Linked DNA regions of Mus musculus: regions 1 and 2 are each linked to region 3. The links are chromatin contacts, called in public HiChIP or PLAC-seq maps. All regions are on one chromosome and are shown on one strand. The core of a region is the stretch at or near the end of the contact, and the rest is flanking DNA. Distances in the headings are between cores, read along the strand shown. Region 1 has its middle 8.7 kb from the start of Gm22150. Region 2 overlaps Gm52739 (a long non-coding RNA gene). Region 3 overlaps Zfp462 (zinc finger protein 462).

The links. HiChIP or PLAC-seq counts read pairs in DNA pulled down with a chosen protein or histone mark.
Region 1: a contact with region 3 is called in an H3K27ac HiChIP or PLAC-seq map of embryonic stem cells, with 10 read pairs. The contact joins two enhancer-like sites. A contact is called at or near these places in 3 of 115 datasets of contacts at active chromatin or transcription factors (all in embryonic stem cells).
Region 2: a contact with region 3 is called in an H3K27ac HiChIP or PLAC-seq map of stem cell-derived anterior neural progenitor cells, with 8 times the contacts expected there. The contact joins two enhancer-like sites. A contact is called at or near these places in 3 of 115 datasets of contacts at active chromatin or transcription factors (embryonic stem cells, extraembryonic endoderm stem cells and stem cell-derived anterior neural progenitor cells) and 1 of 9 other capture datasets (adipose tissue).

Annotation. Positions count from the first base shown.
Region 1 is chr4:55,476,540-55,479,239 of GRCm38.p6, reverse strand. No RefSeq gene overlaps it. Among named protein-coding and RNA genes, the nearest start is that of Gm22150, 8.7 kb to the right of the region's middle. Within about 2 kb of position 1,434, at least 35 of the 459 cell types and tissues checked have an H3K27ac peak or open chromatin away from gene starts, as enhancers often do. A contact at or near this core is called in embryonic stem cells, where this site is marked.
Region 2 is chr4:55,293,037-55,295,736 of GRCm38.p6, reverse strand. It overlaps Gm52739 (a long non-coding RNA gene), which reads left to right. Exons shown (of 3, transcript XR_003955414.1): 3 at 964-1,598. Among named protein-coding and RNA genes, the nearest start is that of Gm52739, 11 kb to the left of the region's middle. Within about 2 kb of position 1,301, at least 72 of the 459 cell types and tissues checked have an H3K27ac peak or open chromatin away from gene starts, as enhancers often do. A contact at or near this core is called in stem cell-derived anterior neural progenitor cells, where this site is marked.
Region 3 is chr4:55,003,878-55,006,577 of GRCm38.p6, reverse strand. All of the region lies in intron 1 of Zfp462 (zinc finger protein 462), which reads right to left. Among named protein-coding and RNA genes, the nearest start is that of Zfp462, 57 kb to the right of the region's middle. Within about 2 kb of position 1,412, at least 203 of the 459 cell types and tissues checked have an H3K27ac peak or open chromatin away from gene starts, as enhancers often do. A contact at or near this core is called in embryonic stem cells and stem cell-derived anterior neural progenitor cells, where this site is marked.

The DNA of each region.
Region 1 (2,700 bases), core at 185-2,684, 470 kb before region 3:
ACTAGAAGCGGTTCTTGTCTTGAGTTCTGTCTGTTCCGTGAGTTTGGAGAAGTGGCTGTCTGTCTCTCTCTGAGGCCCAGGGTCCCCTGAACGTTGATGTCTAAGGGCCCTTCCTGCCCAAATGTGAGGATTAGAGATTGTTTTTGAAGATTTAGGATCCTCCGGAGGGCAATTTACTCTGTGATGTGATCCTAAATCGCATAGCTGGCATTGTGAAGTCTCCATTAACTACCCAGCCAGAGTGCTCAGGGCTAGAAGTGTCCTGGTTAATTTAATTTCCTGGCTGAAGATCAACTACAGGGAGCATCCCTATTTGAAAATACAAATAGTATACGGATCCATTCACCAGCACTAAAAAGCTCCTTCACAGGACAGAAATTACCTATTCTTAGAAGATAATTTGGCATTGTTATCTCCTCCTGAGAATTAAAATAGAGCCCTGGGGCTGGGTGGGAGAGACCCTGTGAGAGTTTGCCTGGCTGTGTTGGCACAGCTGCGTGATTTTAAGGCAAGCATAGCTTCAGCCTGCAGTGGATCAGTTTTCTTGTGGGGGGAAACTGGGGTAACACGACACAGCCTCCGGGAGTGTGTCATCCCTTCATGTGGATGGAGGTCAATAATAAGAATCAAGTGTTTAGCACAGAGCCCAGTGTGTGGCAGATGCCTTCCACTTGCTGTTATCTGCAATGTCTCTGAGCAGCACAACGTGACACAGCCACACACCTAATTAAAGGAGGGTGAGTGCCAAGACAGGGCTAGCCTCTGGTCCTGGACTGCCTCCAACATGCTCGGAAGCCCCCATCCAAGCCGCTTTGCTCCTTGGTCTGTTTTCTCTTGGGTAAGTTGGAGCCTGACTAGTCCTCCATCCAACACAGAGAGGTTGGGAGCCCCTGAATTTTTCACATGCCTTGGAGGTTTTGTTAGGTTTGGTTTGGGGTTTGTTTGTTTGTTTGTTTTCCTCTGTGACCCTTGGCCTCAGCTAGGCTAGAGAGCCAGGCTCCTTCTCCCATAACGAGGCTCCTTCCAGTCTGTCTCCATAGGTACTGACTTCCTGCCCAGCTCAGTAATTGTTATCAGCCAGCCAAAGCCTGCCCTGGCAGCTGCTGCCTATGCGGCCTTCCTTTGGGAAAAGCTGTCCTGTGACGCCCTCTGGAGGAAGGAGGCTTCTTTTCTTGTGCCACCAACTGCCCAGGCCCATCCTGGGCTCTGGGAACTGACTCCTGCCAGGCCTGGAGGAGCAGTAGAAGGTCTGCAAATGCCCCTTCGGGGACCCCAGGGTAGACTATCCTTCCCAATTTTGCACCTGAAGTCCTACGCAGTTCTCCCTGACTTCCTATTTCTAGACTTCCACCTGTGCTTTCTGGAGTGGCCCAGCTCAGCCTTCTGTTTTAAAAACCCTTAAGGCATTTCTCTTCTAGGCACCAGAAGCCCTTGGTGGAGGCCCTTAGATGGCCCTGGGGCTCACTTCCTACAGCGACCCACTCTCCACTACTGACTGCAGACCAGGTATTGTAAGCCGAGCTACCACATTTGTTTTCTACAGCTGCTCTGTCCGCGCCCACATTTCCCAAAAATGAGGAGGTTGCCAAGTTGAAATTGATGAGTGTGTAATTAAATGTCTACAAAAGGTAACATTATGTCAACTGTCTTTGCAACTGGCCTCCCCAGTTAGCTATATATAACTCATTTGATATGCAAAGTGGGTGAATTTCAATGTGTATGATAGGATGTGGGAGTGGGGCCTTGGAAAATAACAGTGCCCTGGGGCCTCCAAGGTCAAAAGCAATCCTAGCCCTTCCCACCCTCTGCTTTAGCTATCTAGAATCACTCACTGCTCCTCTCACTGACTCCACTCTCCCCAGATTCCAGGCTTTGTACCCGAAGCTCCTCTGCCTCTCCCAAGGCCTTCTAGTCTATACCCACCGCTCACCTTCTCTTTCCTGCCTGGCTAGTACCTATGAATTTTGCAATAGACATTTTAGGAGTCCCTTCCTCTGAGACGACCCAGTCAGGACCCTCACCGTGAGCTCCTGTTTGCTCCCATTCCTGAGAGTTACACAGTGACACAGGAAGCCCTGCACTAGCATCTTTCACCTTCCTGCTCATCTCTTCACTGGCTCAATTCACACTGATGATTAAGGCTGAGTCTCACCGAGCCTCAATGTCTCCAGTATTCGATTCAGTTCCTGGGTCCTAGAATCTAAGTAATGGCTGGTGTATATCCAAGGATAAAGGATGATAGATGATCAATGGGTGAATAGATGGGTGGATAGGGTAGATGGGTGGATAGAGGGATGAGTCTATGGATAGATGGATGGATGGATGGTGGATAGATGGAGGGCAGAGGGAGAGACAGGGAGGAAGGGACAAATAGATGAATGTGTGTATGGGTGAGTATGTGGATAGATGGATGGATAAATGAGTGGGTAGATGGGTGGGTGAGTGATGGGTGGATAAATGGATAGATGCATAGATGAATCAGTGACTGGGTGGAGAAATAGGCAAGTGAATGAGGATTGATTTATGGATGGATGAATGGATGAGTTGATAGAGGAATGGATAGCCGTGTGTGTGTGTGTGTGTGTGTGTGTGTGTGTGTGTGTGTGTGTGTGTTTGAGGGTAGGTGGGTGGATTGGTGGATGGGCAGAGAGTGGAAAGTTCCAGCACTGAGTAGATAGCAGGACAGGGGATTCCTTGTCT
Region 2 (2,700 bases), core at 52-2,551, 290 kb before region 3:
TCAGAGTTCAGGTCATGGGACCCACGTCACGAGGCTCACAACCAACAAACTGTAACTCCAGCTCCAGGAATCCAACTCTCTCTTCTAGCCTCCTTAGGCTCCCATACACACGCACACGCACACGCACACACAAAGGTATACACATGCACAAAAACATATACCTAAATAAAAGTAAAACAAAAATATATTCCTGCAAGGAATTAAAAATAAAAGAAAGTGCCCATAAAAAACAATGGTTCCCCCCCCCATAAAGACTGAAATCATGATATTTGCAGGAAGATGAATAGAACTGTAGATCATTATATTAAGCGATAAGAGCAAATAGTGCACCTGCATGTGTGTGCATGAGTGTGTGTGTGTGTGTGTGTGTGAGTGTGTTAGGCCATGAAAGTAGAAAGGAGGCCATGATGGGGAAGGAAGAGATCTTAAGGGGTGAGGAGAAGGTGACAGAATACAAGTGACATAAAAGCAGAAGAGAAGGTGGGTGTATTTGGAGGAGAAGAGGGATCAGTAAGGAGATGAGAGGGCAGCAGAGAAGGGGACAAGAACAAAGTGTAACAACATCTGTGTCTGAAACCCATCACTTTGTATGTTGATCTACACAAATTAGAGTTTAAACAAACAAACAAACAAACAAGCAACTGTAATAGGATTCAGCCATTTCCTTGACTCAGGTGTGGGGAGGGCAGAGCATAGGAAGTACTGAAAGCAGAAGATGGAAGTATTTATCTGAATTTATTTTTTTGCAGAGTCTTTTTCTACATTGGTTATCCACTGAGTACCATGCTCTGATTTCAGTGCTGGGCTGTGAATAAAATGATCCCATATCTTCAGGTCTCTCCTTGTGGCTTTCCTGGGTTCTTTATCGGATTCAAGATAGCGCAGTCAGTAATGTGAGCTGACTTTTGGTAACAGGCAGGGTGACAGAAGTGACTACTGCTTTTTTTTTTTTTTTTTAAACAGTGAGAAGCAGTACAATCATCATTGCCTTTGCCAAGACAGAAGACAAATTGCCGGGGGCTCCTGCTTGTCACTGGCAAGAATACTGCGATGCTGGGGCGACACAAATTACTCCAGAAGGGCAGGACTCTGTCACTTTCTGAGAATCGGTTTGGCTTTGTCCACAAAGGCTCCCGATGGAGGGTCTGGAATTCCGCTTTTTGATCAGTCCAAAGCGTGGCCTTTTCACAGCACATTCCACCATGCCAACAGCCGTTTCCAGAGAGGAACTGAGAATTAAGTGGAGCTCTGGTTGCAGATGATTCTTTTTCCGTGCCTAGCTACCCAAACAAAGAGACCGAGCCAGAAGCCAGATCTGCAAGGGCGCGCGCACAATGGGACTGGTGCACGGGAATGTTCAGGGCTCTGCCTGATTAAACTGCCTTCAGAGCGCCAGGGGGCAATTTCGCTAAGCCTCCCTGTGTTGTATTTTGGCAGCTCTCTCTTCCCAGCCCCCTCTGCATCCCCTTCACATCCTCAAACCCATTTGCGCCCTCATTTGGATTGAGACCAATTCACACAGACTGGCAGAGCTGTAATTGGTATCTTACTTACCTTGGCTTCTTTTTTTCTCTGATCATTCAAATAATGACAGCTTTTTTTTTTCTCTCCCTTTTTCATGGGTGGGGGGGGAGGGAGGTGGAGGGAGAGAGAGAGAGAGAGAGAGAGAGAGAGAGAGAGAGAGAGAGAGAGAGAGAGAGAGAGAGAAAGACTTGGGGAGTTACAGTTGAGTTTTCTGACGCACTGCTACAGGGAAATAAAATGCATATTTTAAGATGTTTTTCTATTTCTGTTTCCTCTCCTCCCACCTCAGCCAAACAGTTGACACTGACGGGAAAACATTAACAGGGAGAATTGATGCCCCCCTCTGAAGGTGTTGGGACCACAGAGGCAGCATCCTCCAGAGTTGATGTGTCAAAATGTTGATGTTCTCATTTAAGACTGTCATCGTTGTGGTAATTGGTACCTCCATTTGTTAGATTCTGTTTGTTTATATGCGTTTCATTTCAAGTGATGTTTCTTAGGGTAATATTCACAAGGGCTTGGGGCTCCTGGAGTGAAAAGTGTTATATAAACTGAAATGATTACCCCCTGGCAAAAGGTAATCTCCCTGGCACACACCACCTGGTTCTAACATTTGCACAGCACTTCACTGTTAAGCAAGAGTTTTTCATGTATACTATCTCCTGCAAGCCCCCTGATAAGACCGTGGGGCTCCTGAAGCTATTCTGTTTTGCCCTGCCACCAGGCATGTGTGGTCTCTACCTGGCAGCTGGCTGCCTCTTCATGGGTGTTGCTGTCTTGCTAAAGAAACCATCCCAAGTGGCTTGGTCTCTGAGAAGGGGCAGATTTAGAGAGACACAAACCAACACAAAGTAATTAGAGGATTTTCAGCTCCCCCCACCCCACCCCCATCTGCTAAGGAGGGACACCAGGCAGATAATTTTTAGATCCTTTTGACAGTCTGGGTGAGAGGAAAAATCTGCGAATAAAACTGATTCCATCAAAAGCACGTAGACATTTTAGTTAAGGACACAAACAGTAAAACAGGATTTGTAAATGGATTGACTGAAACGTGCCACTTAGCCACAGGCTAGAGGATAACCTGCTAAGCCGGGGGTGGGGGTGGGGGGAGAGACAGACAGAGAGACAGAGACAGACAGAGAGTTGGGGAGAGCTGTGGGTTTCAGCAGGGCAGCT
Region 3 (2,700 bases), core at 163-2,662:
ATTCACTGTGAGACTGAAACCTACGGGAAGCTTCACGCTAGCTCAAGGCAGAGTCTCACCACAAAGTGACGAGAATATTGGGAAGGTGGAGTCCTTCCTAGCTTAGTGTATATCCTGTAAGGAGATACCCAGTTATTATCTCAGTGAATAAGTTACTTCACAGAGAACATCACAAGCCCTACTAAGTCACTGTACTGTAATCTAGAACCAAATGTCTTAAGAATTCAGGTTGCAGCCAGATCTTTTTTAATGGTGCAGTTTTCTATGCCTCTCTTACAAAAGATAATGTGATTTCTGCTGGAGGAACAAAGTCCAGCAATGATGTGTCAGTGGAGTGCAAGAAGCCATGGCAGGAGGATTTTCTATGAAAGAATGCTCCTGCCCGGAGCCTGCTAAAATAAGTACTGGCCAAGTCCAGCTCTGGACAGGGCTTTGCAGAGTGAGACACAGATATTTTACCTCCTCTTCTTTCACCCAACAATTTATCCTATTTCAATAAACATTGAACTGGACACCAGAGTCCTTTCAGCTAACTAAGTCTCAATATTCCAGATACACAAGCTTTTATGTCAGAGCACCAGCCCAAATTGTGTGGAAGAGGTTGCTATCAGCTCTGGATCAAATTACAGCAGTCACTGAGCCCCACCCCACTTCTCCTTTCGCACAGTCCATTAGACCTGAAAACAAATTTTTCCATGGTGCAGACGACTCCTGCATTTAGAACACTTCACAGAAAAAAGCAGATCACCCAATGCGCACTCCCCATCCCCCAAGCTTAGTCCTTTCATCTCAGCCAAGCAAGCCACAGCCCTGCCGAATGTGTTTATCACACTTTCAGGAGATAGGAGCTCCTGCGTCACTGAAGCTCTAAGACTCACTAAGCTGCCCTAGTCCTCTGAGCTGTAGGAGCAGCCATTTTAGCTCAGAGCCTCTCCTCCGTGCACAACATGGCTTCGCTTGGATTTTGCTAGGCTGACAATCACAAGTGAACGCTACGAGGGCAGGCTGGGCTCCTCCTAAGCTCTGCTCTTCCCAACAAAGAATTAACTGTTTTCATTTCTTCTCGAAAAGCAGCACCTTTCTCCTCCTCAAATGTCATTCACCAAAGATCTCCAAAGGTTCTTTTATCCCATGATTGATAGGCTGGTTCGTTAGTCCCAGCAGAGTACTGGTTAAATCAGGACGCCCCTGGACCAGAGCCTGTCCTGCAGCAGGATTTGGGGGTGTCCTGGAGAGGGGACCTCCAGAATGCCTTGGTTTCTTGGGAGTCGTCCTTCCACACACAGAAGACATACCATCCGAGGCTGCTAGCCAGATTCCAAAGTCTAATGACCTTTGTTAATCACCAGCCAGTCTGTCTGCATCAGCAGACCCTGCCAAAAGACACACCCTTCCACACAAAGGCTGTAGCTATTCCTTTTAAAGGAGGTTCTGTGAAAGCTCCATTGTGTAGCTCAGAGGAAAACAAAATCCCTTCCCTTCAAAACCTCAAGCCTTTAGAAATAATGCAACAAAAGGCTTTCTGCTGTGTCTCTTTTGGAGACTTTGAGCCTGGTTTGCACAAAACATCCACAAAAATGGCCCCGCTTGCACAAGGAGAGCAGAGCATTGAGGCAGTCCACCTGGAGATGGAGTCCATCTTCCATACACTTCTCTAATATCTTGGTGTCTTCTGAAACTGTTCTCTATGAAGGATGCTAACCCCATCACATGCAAACACTAACAGTCTCCTTGTTCTGCTACAAAGGAGATTAAAGGGTTATGAGATCAGAAGGAGGAGGGGGAAAGAGCCACTGATTTGGAAAAAGGAGAGATGATGAAAGTGATTTTCTAATGGGTTCTAGCTTTAATGTTGTTGCAGTCTTTACCTCAAAAATAGCTCAGAGCCTTAGAAGAGGTTAATCTCCAGGCAGCTGATACAACCAGTGGCAGGAAGAGCGGAGTGGCCTTCAATTTGATGTCTGTACCAATACTGAAATGGGAATGGAGACTTACTTTGAAAGCCATTTTGTCTTTGTGTACACGGCTCTCCTGAAGACGCTGACGGAAGAAAACAGAAATTGCTGGCATAGCCCAAACAATCCAAGAAACTTGATATATTTATGAGACCACAAAAGTACACACAGGTAATAAGCAAGAGCAGGAAAATAGGGAGTAGAAATGATCCCCACTAAGCAAACTGGACCTCAGGGTGACCCATTCATCTGTCAATCAGAAAGTGTTTCTGGAGCACGGTGTAGTCCTCCAAGAAGCCAAAACACAGGGAGGGAAATAAAAAAAAAAGATGGGGCATTAAACTTGTATGTTTGACTGCTTCATTGACGCAGAGGAGCAACAGTTGTAAAAGGCTAACCTAGAGAGGGTCTGCAGTGAGATTATGATTGAAAGCGAACAGCCTCGTTCTCGTATTTACCTCATTTAATAACACCCGTGATTAGGAGATTTAACCACCTTTTCCTCACAGAATCAGCACAACCAAGAGGACAAATGCAAGTTTCTGAACTGAAAAAGAAATGTTATTTCTAAAGGTCAGGAGATCAATGTAGAAACCAAACAGACATCCTTCCCTCCCACTACCTGTCCCTCCCAGGGCCATAGCTGCAGGTTCCTCAAGGCCAGATATGCTTCCTTCAGGTAAACCCCACTTCTAACACCATGGCTGATGACAGTTGGGAACTGACTAGACTTCACTCTAAACTA